Regions from separate parts of the Mus musculus genome. Here region 1 is linked to region 2. Evidence: chromatin contacts called from public Hi-C data. All regions are on one chromosome and are shown on one strand. The core of a region is the stretch at or near the end of the contact, and the rest is flanking DNA. Distances in the headings are between cores, read along the strand shown. Region 1 holds the start of Ehbp1 (EH domain binding protein 1). Region 2 overlaps Ehbp1 (EH domain binding protein 1).

Region 1 (6,486 bases), core at 3,297-5,796, 40 kb before region 2:
CTGGTCCTTTCTTCTCTAAGAGGTTTGCACAAAACAGAAACAAAACAACTAGCAGCCAGAATAAAAAGGTAAAGAAACAGAGAAATTACTTGTAAAGTTTAACTCAGTATATTAAAACTGTGATAATGACAGTGTGTAGTCAATGTAAAATAGTTAATAAGTATATATTATGTTCTCTTATACACAGTGACTCTTTGAGAACACTACATATTTTATACTTACAACACATATCAATCTGGACCAGTTACATTGTGTTCTGGTCACTTGTGACTAGAGACTATTGTGTGGAGCAATGCAAATCTCTACCTAGATTCTATTCCTTATTCTCCAAAGGCTAAGCTTTCAGGACACCAAGGGGCTGAGGATTCCATTTGTCTACATTCTATTCTATTTCTTCCCTGAAACAACGAGCAAAGGCCAGCTTAAGTGAAGTGGAGATGTAATGGAAAGATCAGCTTGTGGTGAGATATTTAAGAATGCCACAGGGTAAAAAGAAGTATTTAGAAAAACTGTAAAAACCGTTGGTTAAAATTTCAATAGCATTAGAGTTTGCCATGGTGGGTTTTTTAGGTTATAAAAATTGTTTCAGGCTAGTTGGGATTATGTGGTTTTTTTTTTTTTTTTGCTTGTTATGGCTTTACAACAATTCCATTATGAGTTATAAACTGCAGTAATATTTTTGTGTACAGCATAACTGCTATGGTAACTGGCAAAAGTGCAAACACCTGCAGTGTTGTTATCTGGAGTAAAATTTGTTCTTAGGCACAAATTCCAGCAGTAGTTAAATCCTGCACTAATACTGCTGACAATTTCTACTGTGAAAATAATAAAACCCAAAGAATTTTGTTACCAGGAAAGTTAACAATAATGCAAGCCTTTAGCTGCATATCCTAACTGTAAACTTTATTTTGGGCTTTTCTGATGTGGAAATAATTTGTGTCCTTTTCTAAATTTATATATCAAAGAAGGTATAAGATTTGTGTATGGTATTTCCCACCTATTATATTTTATGCTTGATATACTTATAGGCAAAATTTAATTTTTAAGAAAGTATAGACTCTTCTGTTCAGTAAAACTGAAATTTTGCAACCAGAAACCAAAGGTCTATTATATGTAAATTAAGCCTGGGACAGACTTGATACTAAGTCAAGTCATGTATTAACAGTGGACTAGAATAGGGAAAGCAGAAACATGGCAGGAATCCTGCAAGGAGGAAGCGTCAGCAGGATGCACACAAAGCTTCAGGAAAAAGTAACTTGTAGCTTGTCAGATGATTCCAGTTAATGTGGCATGCAGGGTGGCCATGAAGATTGAAGGCAAGTAGATACTAAGTAATTATCATAAAGTCTCAAATCCACCCAAATTTTTGGTATGCATTTGTGTTACTGCTAGAGGAATGATGGTGAGCAAGCGGACTGTCTGGGAGCCCTTAGCTCTAATGATGGCAAGCAGACTGTCTGCCAGCCCTTCAGGTAGAGACGTGTCATGCCAAGTAGTTGTTTGCTCAGGTATTCTTGAAAACGTTTTGCTTTTTTCTTGTTTAAGTTTGCTGCTAAACATAACATATACTACTATCACTTGTCTGCTTACTGTATGATGGACACTTCATGGTCGTATTGTCTGTCCTCTCTACATCTCAGAAAGCTGGGTATGTTTCCTGGTTTTACAGACTAGGAAATTCGATCTCAGAAAGGTTATAGTAATTTCTCTTGCATGCACACTTAAGATCTGTTTCTGAAAATTCTTTGAGACTAGAAACTTATTTTAATGTACTATTAATAGCATTTAATATGGTCAACATTTAGTTGGTATTTAATTATAGGCTAAGCAGACCAAACAATTTCAGAATAGTCTATATTTAAAGTTCCCCAATCAATTTAGTTGCTAGACAGGTTATTTTTAAAAGTATTGTGGAGAGAAGCTGCTGCTCTGTGCAGCTCTTAGCAGCCAGCCCATGCACTTGAGCTCAGCAGCAGAACAATGTCAAGGTCTACAGTTAATGTCTTCCCTTGTTCTGTGGACAATTTAACTCTTTCCATAGCTACCTTGGTAGCTAGAAAGAAAAGTGAGATAACAGTCAAGAAAAAATATTAGACTGGGTATAGGGGCACATGCCTCTATTCCCAGCACTCAGGAAACAGGCAGCCAGATCTTTGTAAATTAGAGGCCACCCCAGTCTACATAGAGTTCCAGGACAGCTGGGCTACATAGAAAGACCCTGTCTCAAAATCAACAACAACAACACAAAACAAAGGCTACTGGACTCTTATTTTCTACAACTTGAGGGAGGAGTCTTATAGATTTAGTTTCCCTTCCTCCCTCTCTTCTCCCTCCCTCTCTCCCTCCCTCTCACTTCCCTTTCATTTCCATTGATCTTTAGATAGTTTCTATACAATAAAGTACCCTCTTTAAGCAAGGGAAACCAAAGTGACCATATTAGAACATTTGAGAGCTTATGATAATAGTAAGTAGAGTAGAAGCCACCTGATTATCAGGTGAGTTTTTAAATTTAGACGAAGATAGTTTATGACCACTTCTATAAATTATCCATTGAAAAGGTTTATACACACAGTACCTATTAACAAAGCAGAATGTATTACTGAGGTCACAATGGCATAATGACATCTGAGAAATCACACTCATACTCACTTTATATAGTGTATATAAAATAAAAATACATTATTTTGGTTGTCTTACATTCTAGAATTAAGACTATAGCAAAACAAGTGCTATCTATGCCATTTCCTATAAAATGTACTTTTGAATATAGCATTATTAAATCACTTTCTTTTCCTGAAAGTGAAAATGGGATTTAATACTGGGTTCAAGACTGTCTTTCTGACTCTCCTGGGTGTATTCCATCTGATTCTTGCTTCCTATACGCTGATCTCACACCCTCCTCCTTCCCCTCCTACAAAGAATCCTCCCCAGAACACCAACAACTTTAAAGTCAGTTTAACAAATTTGCCTCCAACTTTAATAAGATTAGGAATTAGTCCGAAAACAATTTGCATTTTGCCTTTTTCATGCTTGCTTCCATCTTCTTTCCAAACTCTTTGCTCATTCCTTGTGGAGGAATTGCTGAGTTTTGCTTTTTTGACTCTCGGCTCCCCTCTCTCCCCTTCCCCTTCCTTTCCCTGCCCTCTTCTGACTCCCCCTTTCTCTCATACCCCCTTTCTTAGGTACATCCCTAGCTTCCTTAATTTGACTTTACTGTTTAGTCCCGAAAAGTTGTAATTTTATTCTTCATTCTTTCTCTACACCTTAGATGTCTGTGAAACATCTAAGGCTGAAAGCAAATTTTTGTTTTTTGGATAGGATGGATATTTTCTGCCCCTTGAGAAGTCTATAGCTTTCACAGCCTCAAAAGGGATCTTGTGCTATATACTTGTGATGTCAAGGGTGTACACCTAACATCTCAGCGATCTCAGTAACCTGGATGTTGAAGCAGGAAAACCATGCTAACCTCTGGAAATACAGTTTCAGGCCATGTCAGCTGCCTCTTAATAGACGTAAACAACATTGCTCTCAAACTATTAAGTTATTTCGTCCTCTCCCTTGCCTTTAACCACCCTTTCCACATAGTCAACCACTCCCTAATCCACCCACAGCTCATACCAGAGGATAATGAGACCGCAAAGGAACACGAGAATGCAAGATTCAAAGAAATGCTGAGAATGAGGACAAGAAGAGACTGTACTGTAAACATTTATGTCCAGTTTAGCCCTCCTTGAACCTGGGGCAGGCTCCTGGCAAGGTCAGGGAAAAACTCGGAAAGAACTGAGTGAAATAAAGGCTGTGTGTGCAAAACCGCTGGCTGCTAGTGGCGCAGGAGAGGAGCAGCCAGTTCGTGGGTGGGGATGGGAGAGAATAGGAGAGAAACCACAGCACCTCAGTGTCTCTGGCAGCCGCTGGAATCAGACTCTGCTCAGTTCATACACCAGGAGCCAGAAACCCTGCCCAGCAGCCACGGCGCCTTTGACGGACAGCCACCTTCTGCAATGGCTTTCCAGTTCACTATAAACATTCTTAGTCCTCCCGCCTCCCGCTGCCCTCAACCATTCCAGGGAATGGGCGGGATCGTCCTTCGTGATTTACACTTTTTTTTTTTTAAAGAAGAAGAGGGTAGACCGGGCGGGTTCCACCTAAGGGAAAAAAAAAAACTGGGGGGGTGGATCCCCTATGACCGGCATGAAGATCTACCAATGGAGTGCCTCGCTCGTCCTAAGGCCCGCCCGCCGAGGAGGCGGGGCTCCCGCAGACTCGGCCAATGGCGGCGAGGCGGACGGAGGTTGAGCCGCCGTGGGTAGGGTTAGTGTGAGAGGTGCGGCGGGGGAGGTAATGATGGTGGTGGCGGCCGAGGGAGGCGGGGGAGGGGGATCTGGGCGCTGAACCGCGGCTCTGGCAGGGCTCGCTCGGGCGGGCGGGCCGGAGGGGGACGGTCGCTGGGCGCTCTGCCGGGGAGGGGGCGCTGCTCCGGGAGGGGGCGGGCGTCGTCCGCCCGGGAAGCTGCAGACCCCGGCTCCCGCAAACGAGCACCGCGCCGGGCTTCGCTGTTCCACGCGGCTCCAGCAGGGATGGAGGACTCGGTGGCGGTAGCTGCTTCTGAGGCGGCGGCGACCGAGGAGCGGCTCTAAGGAGGGGACAGCGGGATTAGAGGTGTGAGGAGGGCTTGGAGTGGACGAGCGGAGGGGCCGGGGTTCGGGGACCGAGGCTGGGGTCTAACAGCAAGGCTTGGGTGACAGGGACCGCAGCTGGCAACGCCTGTCTCTGCGGAGAGACAGGGGTCTGCACTCGGTGCGTGAGGAGGCGAGGCTCAGGCCGGCTGCCCCTGATGGGGGAGGGAGGCACCGCACCTCGCACTGTCCATTGGCCTGGCTGGTCATCGCTTCAAGCCCAGGCAGGAGTTTCCATTCCCCTCCTCCTGGCAGCCAAGGTGAAGGGGAAGCAAAGTGGCCTGGAGCTGGGACCTTGCCCTCTCTCTGCCGTGAGATTTCCCTCCACTGCTAGTTCTCCATCCATTTCCCTCTCCTACAGAACCAGCATTTCTCCCTGCACCCTGGTTGTGCTAAGTACATATTCAGTAGCTCGAGGCTATTCATTATCAGCTGAAAAATAAAGTTTATTTAAAAAATAACTCCTAACTGGTGGTAGATATATCAAACAGCATCCTGACTTTCCCGCCCTGTTCTTCCTTCTGCTATGCTAGGTAGGGAAGGCAGGGCCCGACTGGCATCTCTCAATTGTTGGTTCTGACAACCTGGTGTATTGCCGCCTGTCTTCGGTGTGATTTGTCATTTCTTCCTTAGTATCTTCCATCCTTGATGTTACTGGCTTTTGAGGCCGGGGTTTTGTTTCATTGTTTGAAAACCACGCAGATAGCAGAGGTTGTTTCGGTCTTATCTAACACTTCTCATGCGTCTGTCCTCATATTCTTTCTCTTTCTGTCTGTGTTTTGCTTTTCAGTTCTCCAGAACCCACGTCATATAGTCCCTGAAGTGGAATGATGATGTCTCCATGAGGGAACCTCCTCTCAGTCATCCTGTCCTGTACATCAGCTGTTCTTGACTGGGCCATTGATCTAAGATAGGATTTACCCTGTGAGACAGGGAGAAGACTTATGGACGCCAAGCATCATTTCAAGTTCTAGTTTTTGTTGAAAGTACTGACATACATGCAAGGCTCGTGTGCTTTATCAAAGCTGCTGTGTTGCTAATCCAGAACTGTTCCAGTCTCTTGGCCTATCACCATGGCTTCAGTTTGGAAGCGACTGCAGCGTGTGGGAAAACATGCATCCAAGTTCCAGTTTGTGGCCTCCTACCAGGAGCTGATGGTTGAATGTACAAAGAAATGGTAAGACGTGCTTAGGGGTAGATTAATGTCTTGTTGCCTAACCATCCTGTAGCTTGGACTGTGGGTCTTTTGGTAGCCAGTTTACCTTGCAGTGGTACACAAGTGTGTAGAAGCTGTGGACGGTGCAGATACTCTAACAAGTACTGTGTGTGCACTGTTGTTGCTGGTACTGTCTCTGTGGATTTTAATCACTCCATTTCAGATCGTCTCAGAGGACTACAACTGAGAACACACCTAAGTATAGTAGTTTTGGTCTTATGGTCATTTATCATTGGTGTTAGAATAACTTTATTTTTATAATTTTAAACAGAGAATGGTTATCTTAACATCACATATGTCTCAATATAGAAATTTATATCATATAGAATGGCGGTTTTATTTTGTTGTTTTTTTTTCATTTTACTTAGAGTATTTTTCAGTATTTGAATAATGGAATGCCAGTGCACACAACCTTAGAGATTCTCTTGTGAAGTGCTTAGTCAGGCAACTGTCTTTTCTTTTAATTGCCTAATGGGATACATTTCTTGGCAGGATTTAAGGAAGCAATTAGTGGCAATGGTCTGTCATTTGCCTCTTTCTTTCCATTTGAGGAAAGTAAATTTAGGGTTTTCTCTTACTACTATGAATGATAAG
Region 2 (6,497 bases), core at 1,609-4,108:
CAATGGGATCACATATCTTGCAGCAGGAGACAGAGGAAGGGAGAGTGGAGGGAGAGGAGGGCGTTTTGCTTTGTTTTCAATGTCAGGTTATTGTTGTCTGTTGGTGCTGGGACTCAGATTAATGATCTTTGATAGAAATTGTCATCCCCATTACCTGGTCACTGTTCCCAGTGTCTCACTCTGGGAACATTTCATAATTGAACTACCATCAGACTCATCATATATTTGAATAAGTCTTTATGCAAACAATTCATCATTTCACCTTTGTGTGTGTGCGCGTGTGTGTGTGTGTATTACGTTCAGGTTCTGTCCTACAGAAAAAACACCCACTAGCATTTATCTTATTTTGCTTCTTCAGATCTTTCCTCTTTACATTATAAATACATTATCTTTGTGTATGTGTAAACATTTACACATTATTACGTGTGTGTGTGTGTGTGTGTGTGTGTGTATTTCTGTGTGGGTTTGGATACTGAGCACAGGTAGTCAGGCTTGGCAGCAGCTGTCCTCTCCTGCTGGTCCTAGATGGATCTTCAGTGATGGTTTGGCTGGGCATAAGCTCTAGGGGAGCAGCTGCCTTCCTCCTGCACTTGCAGATCTGAACTTCATTGTCTCTGGGATTGTTGTTGCTAATGAGACGTTTAATTACTTCTGCCATTTTAATGACTTGTTTGTCAGTGACTTTGTTTTCTCTCTTTATTCTATGATCTTTCTATATTTCTGCCCCTCTGCAGTTTAGTTGTAATGTATGTAGTTGCAGGTTTATTTGTGCTTTGAGGCATAAGTACATAATTTTCATTTCTAGTAATGAGAATTTACCAGGTCTTCACACATGCTAGACAAATGCTCTAGTCTCTTTTCACTTTTCCTTTTGAGCTGGAGTTTCGCTGGTCAGGGCTGGGTTGATCTTCTGATCCTGTATCGCAGTCACGGGAGCACCTAGCATTGTAGGCTTGTGTCACCAAGCCTGGTGTGGGAAGCATTTTTAACTATGTTTTTTAAAAAAATGAAACTGTAAGTAAGATAGCTGATAATCATATTCTACTTGTTTTCCAGGAACTTGAAGGGAAACCTTGTTTAAGTAGCTAAAGATGTCTTATTTTATTTGACTTTCCATTAGTAGACAATAAGGAAGAGGGTTCTGTGGTCTCGGAGGGTCTCAGTTACAGGCTGGGCTCTGTCAAGAGTTTTGCTCAGTTATTTATCTTTGGCAGTTTTTTGTTTTTTTGTTTTTTGTTTTTTGTTGTTTTGTTTTTTGGTTTTTTGTTTTTTTAAATAAGATTGTAAGATACAGGTAGTATTTTGTACTGTGCAGATTTTTTAGCACAGAATTGCTTTGTGAGGGTAATTAGGTGGTTATGAAAACATTTGAACTATCCACTGTACGCATTGTTTAGAAGATGCAAAGTTGTGTCACCCATGATGCCTGTAGAATGTTTCTTTCTCGAAGTTGAAAGGGATAATGTGTGAGAAGTGAGGCACTGTAGGAGGGCTCAGATATGGGCTAACTATTGCATTTCATTTGGTTAGCCTCTCGAATTGATTTGGTATTACTTTTAAAGAAAAGTTTCTAGAGGAAATACTAGTTACTTCAATGAGATCATATCTGAATTTAGCATCTACTGTACTTAGGAATAGAACTGGAGCTTAACTGCTTTGTGGAATCTAAAGTAGTAAACACTTTTGTCCTTTTTTGTGTGTCTGCGTGAGGGGTGTACATGAGGGTCTTATGCACATGTGCTCGCTCACCTGCATGCTCGAGTGGGAAGCAGAGGCCAGTTTTTGGGGTCTTTATCTTAGTTTTTACACAGGCTTCTCATGGAACCTGCACTCATCATTTTGACTAGGCTGGCTGGTAGCTCCTGGAATCCTCCTGTCTCTGCCCTTACCTGGAGTTCCAGGACACACTGCCACATCCAGGTTTTAATCTCAGTGCTAGGGATGGAGATCGGGTTCCTGTGCTTGTGTGGAAAACTTTTCACTTGTGGAGTCACCCCAGGCCACTTTTGTCCTTTAAAGGTACTAGAACTAAACTTTAATAATCTTGTTTAAGATGAATTATACTTAATTTCTTTCTTTGTTTTTTAATTTGATAGGCAACCAGATAAACTGGTGGTTGTTTGGACAAGAAGAAGCCGAAGGAAGTCTTCCAAGGTTAGTCTCCTCTGAACAGTCACCACTTAAAAATTTGTCGAGGAAGAGCTCAGTGTTCTTAACGAGTGGCCAACTTTCTGAGTTCATGCTGGATTGCAGGGGAGGAGGAGTGGACTTTTTTGAAGATTTTGATTTGTTTTTCTTTGTACTGATAGTATCATACATGGAGACTAGAATAGAATTTTAAACATCTTGTTCTGTAGATAATTTTATTTTCGTAAGCATACAGCTGTATGCATATTTATTAGAGGTTAGTTTGTTTTCCTATAGATAGACTGCTATTAAGAAAAGTTTGTTAGATGATAATTGAAATTTTAAAAACTTACTAAAAGTACCCTTTCAAGGTGGTTTTGTTTGTTTTTGAGACAGGGCTCATTTTGTATTTTAGGCTGACTTAGAATTTGTGATCTTCCCTTTTGTGCCTCCGAAGGGCTGGGATTACAAGTGTGTGCCATTATATCTGGCCTCCAGTTTTATTTTTATTAAGCTAAAACTTAAGGGTGCAAAATTCATCAAACCTTAGTTATTCAAGACACCATGACCATGGCAACTCTATGAAAGAAAGCATTTAAATTGGGGCTTGCTTGTAGTTTCAGAAGTTTAGTCCATTATCATCATGGCTGGGAGCCTGCTGGCAAGGACATAGTGCTGGAGGAAGAGAGGAGAGACACTGAGCTGGGCTTGGCCCTTTGAAACCTCAGAGCACCCCTGCCCTGCATTGATGCACTTCTTCCAACAAGGCCAGGCTTCCCAGTCCCACCCTGAGCTGCTCCCTGGTGACTAAGCACTCAGATATGTAAGCCTATAGGCCATTCTTATTCAAGCCACCACAGTTTACATACATAATAAATATGATGTATATATTCTGATACTTGCATAAATAGTACTCCTGTCAAAGTATAGATTGCTATCAGCATAACATTTTTGTGTCTTTTCCAGGCAATTTCCAGCCCTCAGAGGCCATCACTATTTTGATTTTTCTGTCAATAAAGACTAATTTACCTATTTTTGAATTTCATGCAAAAATATTACAGTAGTATATTTGTATAGCACTGTATATTTGTATAATAGTGTTCTATATAATTTTACATAGTAAAACTGTTTTATGTGTGGTCTTCTTTGCCTAGCATCATGTTTTTGCAATGTGTTCATGCTTTGTTTTCATTTGTAGTTTATTGCTTTATTGCTGAATAGTATTCCATTCTGTGAATATACTACAAGTTAGTTAATTACTCAGTCCCCTGAGTATATAGTCTTTTTTTTTTTTTTTTTTTTTTTTTACTTCTGTCAGTGTTAACTGCTAGAATCCTTGTTTAAGTAGGTAGAGAGTGATAGGGAAGATACCTGGCCGCAGCCTTTAGCCTCCTTACATGTATGCCCATACAACTTTGCATAGTATTGTTTCCCAACACACCCACTAGAGTATGTGTGCACACTCAACACACATACATATACATGCACACATACCAGAAATTGCCAAACACCCCTGCCAGCAATATAGGGGCCAGCAATATAGGAATTGAAGCTGATTCACATCATGAACAGTATTTTTTCAAGACACATATCTGTAGTTTGGGGGCATTATAATGTGAATACTGTCTTATTCACATGTGAGGAGGAGTTCTAAGAATGGACACAGTACTTCTCATTGCATCTACAGCTTTTGTGGAGTTGGCCAGAATAAAGTTGTCCTTTAAGTGTAATAGAGGGATGTGACTATATCAGTAGTCTTTAGAGTGGACACTGTAAGCACTTTATTTCATTTGACACTTAGCTAGCAATTATTCTATAAGAGTTATGGAATACAATAAATATAATAAAATACTTTAGGTTGTAGGTCACTTCAGAATATACTCATCTTTGATAGTAAATAAACTTTGTTTATTTAATGGCATATGACAATTGAAAGAATTTTTATGAAAGATTCTTTCTTATATGGTACCAGATCCTGTTTGAGTCTAGGTAATAAAATATAAACTTGAGGCTACAGATTAATTTTCTTAGAAGGTAGTGTATTCTAGAAGAAATTACTTTTTATTCTATTTATTTCTTAGTTTTAATGTTCTTTGAGATCTTCCTTTATACAGTCAGCTCTCTGTATTTAGGAGTTACCCAGTCTGGTCTTTGTGAAACCTGTCTCAAAGGAAAAAAAAAAAAAAGGAAAAAAAAAAAAGCACCAGTCTTGAACATATCTAAAACTTTCCTCATTATTCCCTAAACAGTATAGTAGAATAAGAAGTACTTACACAGCCCCCATGTTATAGTATGTGGGTATTTTAAATGTCTAGAGATGATTTAAAATGCAGGGGAACAAGTGCACAGGTCATATAGAAACAGTACACCATTTATACAAATCTTAAGCATCTGTGGGTTTTGTGTACAAGGACAATCCTGGAATCCTGACCCTCAGAGGTTACTGTACTTTAGAATTTATGTTTTTTTTTTCTTGGAACATTGGAGGTGGATAACAGTTTATGAGAACTGATATGTTAAGCTTATAACAGCATATATATGTGTGTGTGTGTATAGATAGAGTGTACATTTATGGAAATGTTTTATAAATTATGTATAATAGCTAAATAAGGAAATTTAAAACTGACACTCAGATAAGTCATTATACTGACTGTTAAATTAGGTAGTACATAATAAGGCACATTTGCCTTTTTAATTTAAAGCTTAATTCCCAGTTAATTGCTCATTTTCTGTTGGTACATGCATATTTTATAGCTAACTATTTAGAGAGCTCATTGCAGATTCATTTGGTTAAAATAATTAGTATGGGCAATTAACACAATACTACGCTTTCCTACTTTCTCGAGTAATGACAGTTATAACACAGACTTTGTCAAGCTATAATTGATTTGTAAATATATAGACATAAATAACTTTTCAGTATATATGATAGTTGCAGCTGGGCAGTTGTGATAAAACAGAAAAAATATGGCATATTAATTTTTACTTGTCTAAATTCCTGTTTTCTAACTAGAAATTGAAGTTCACAGAGAGGTTTAAGAATCCCAAAGAAACCAGAGCTTTAAAATCCTTACCAGATTTTTGCTGTTCCTATCACCTCCCATAGCTTTGTGTGGTGACTGAGCCTTTCAGATGTGTGCCCTCACAACCTGCCTGTGGAGAGTTTACTTAAATGGAGGTTGTGTTAGCAACAGTAAAATTGTTTAATAGATGGCATATTAAACATATGGGTATATGCACTTCTAAAATTTGTAAAATACCAGTTTAATGGAGTATAATATGGAACTTTTAGTGAACCTTTTTGCTCTGAATGTTTGTATATGTTTGATTTAAAATACCTGTGAGCAATTGTTCTGCACAGTGAATGTGTTCACAATGCATGTGGAGGCCTGAGGTCACATAGGACATTTTCCAGGATTATACTTCATTTTGTTTATTGAGGTAGGATCTCTTGCTGATTGAGTTAGTCTAGGCCTGCTCCAGGGTTCTCTTCCCAAGTTCCTAGATTCCAGGCAGGTGCCACATCCTTTGGGCATTTACCTAGGTGCTGGCTTGCTGAATTCTCAGGTCTACACTCTTGCATGGCATGCATGTTACCTATCTCCCTACCCCCTCAGTGAAACATTTTAATTCTGTAGAATAAGTACCAGTCTTTTAGGTGAGCATGACTTGAAACAATTAGAAAAAAATCAGTGCATTTTGTCGAGTTATAGTATTTGTTCAAATTTCATTTCTGTTACTGTCATAAAATATTCTGAAAGGTTTTAGTTTATAGTTCCAAGTTAGAGTCCAGCACTGAGGGGGGGGGGGTGATCCAGGCAGAAGTGCATGCGGCTCGCCACATCAAACCCAGAGTTGAGAACAGAGAGAAATGAATGAATGCACTCTGCCTACTTGCTTGCTAGCTGCTTTCTAAGCATTCTTCACTGTTACACAATTCAGGGCCATGCTTAGGGAGCGTGCTGCCCACAGGGTCAAATCCTCCACAGACATGCTCTCAGGGAAACCTCAGCTGCATAAGTCCTTGAGACGAGTCCCAGGTGATCCAAGTTGTATCAAGTTCACGTTCAATACTACCATCACACTGTCCTAAATTAAGTAGGACTTTTTCCCCAGGCTTGCCTTTGAAAGGTACCAAAAGATTCCAAGTTAGAGTCCAGCACTGAGGGGGGGGGGGGAATCCAGGCAGAAGTAAGTAAGAAAGAAAAACTGTATACAGAGATGAGTAATGAATCCTAATTCCTTAGCTATACTAGGATGTTGGCAAATGATCAAGTAAATGATCAAGTCATCAGCTATAGGGTAAAGCCTTTGCTAGCTATGCTAAGGCAGTGAATACTTCTACTTGTGTCTCTTATGCAGCTACTTTC

What was found. Hi-C and Micro-C count contacts between places; a contact is called where the count stands out from the background.
Region 1: a Hi-C map of uterus shows a contact between it and region 2. The contact joins the promoter of Ehbp1 here to the enhancer-like site in region 2. A contact is called at or near these places in 17 of 484 Hi-C or Micro-C datasets (8-cell embryo, the HL-1 cell line, cerebellum and 9 more), 2 of 115 datasets of contacts at active chromatin or transcription factors (embryonic fibroblasts and embryonic stem cells) and 2 of 9 other capture datasets (adipose tissue and pancreatic islet).

What each region holds. Positions count from the first base shown.
Region 1 is chr11:22,284,855-22,291,340 of GRCm38.p6, reverse strand. Ehbp1 (EH domain binding protein 1) reads left to right here and starts at 4,546. Exons shown (of 25, transcript NM_153078.4): 1 at 4,546-4,659; 2 at 5,467-5,853. The coding sequence starts at 5,750.
Region 2 is chr11:22,243,627-22,250,123 of GRCm38.p6, reverse strand. It overlaps Ehbp1 (EH domain binding protein 1), which reads left to right. Exons shown (of 25, transcript NM_153078.4): 3 at 2,097-2,154. Among named protein-coding and RNA genes, the nearest start is that of Ehbp1, 40 kb to the left of the region's middle. Within about 2 kb of position 2,858, at least 32 of the 459 cell types and tissues checked have an H3K27ac peak or open chromatin away from gene starts, as enhancers often do. A contact at or near this core is called in the HL-1 cell line, adipose tissue, embryonic fibroblasts and 2 more, where this site is marked.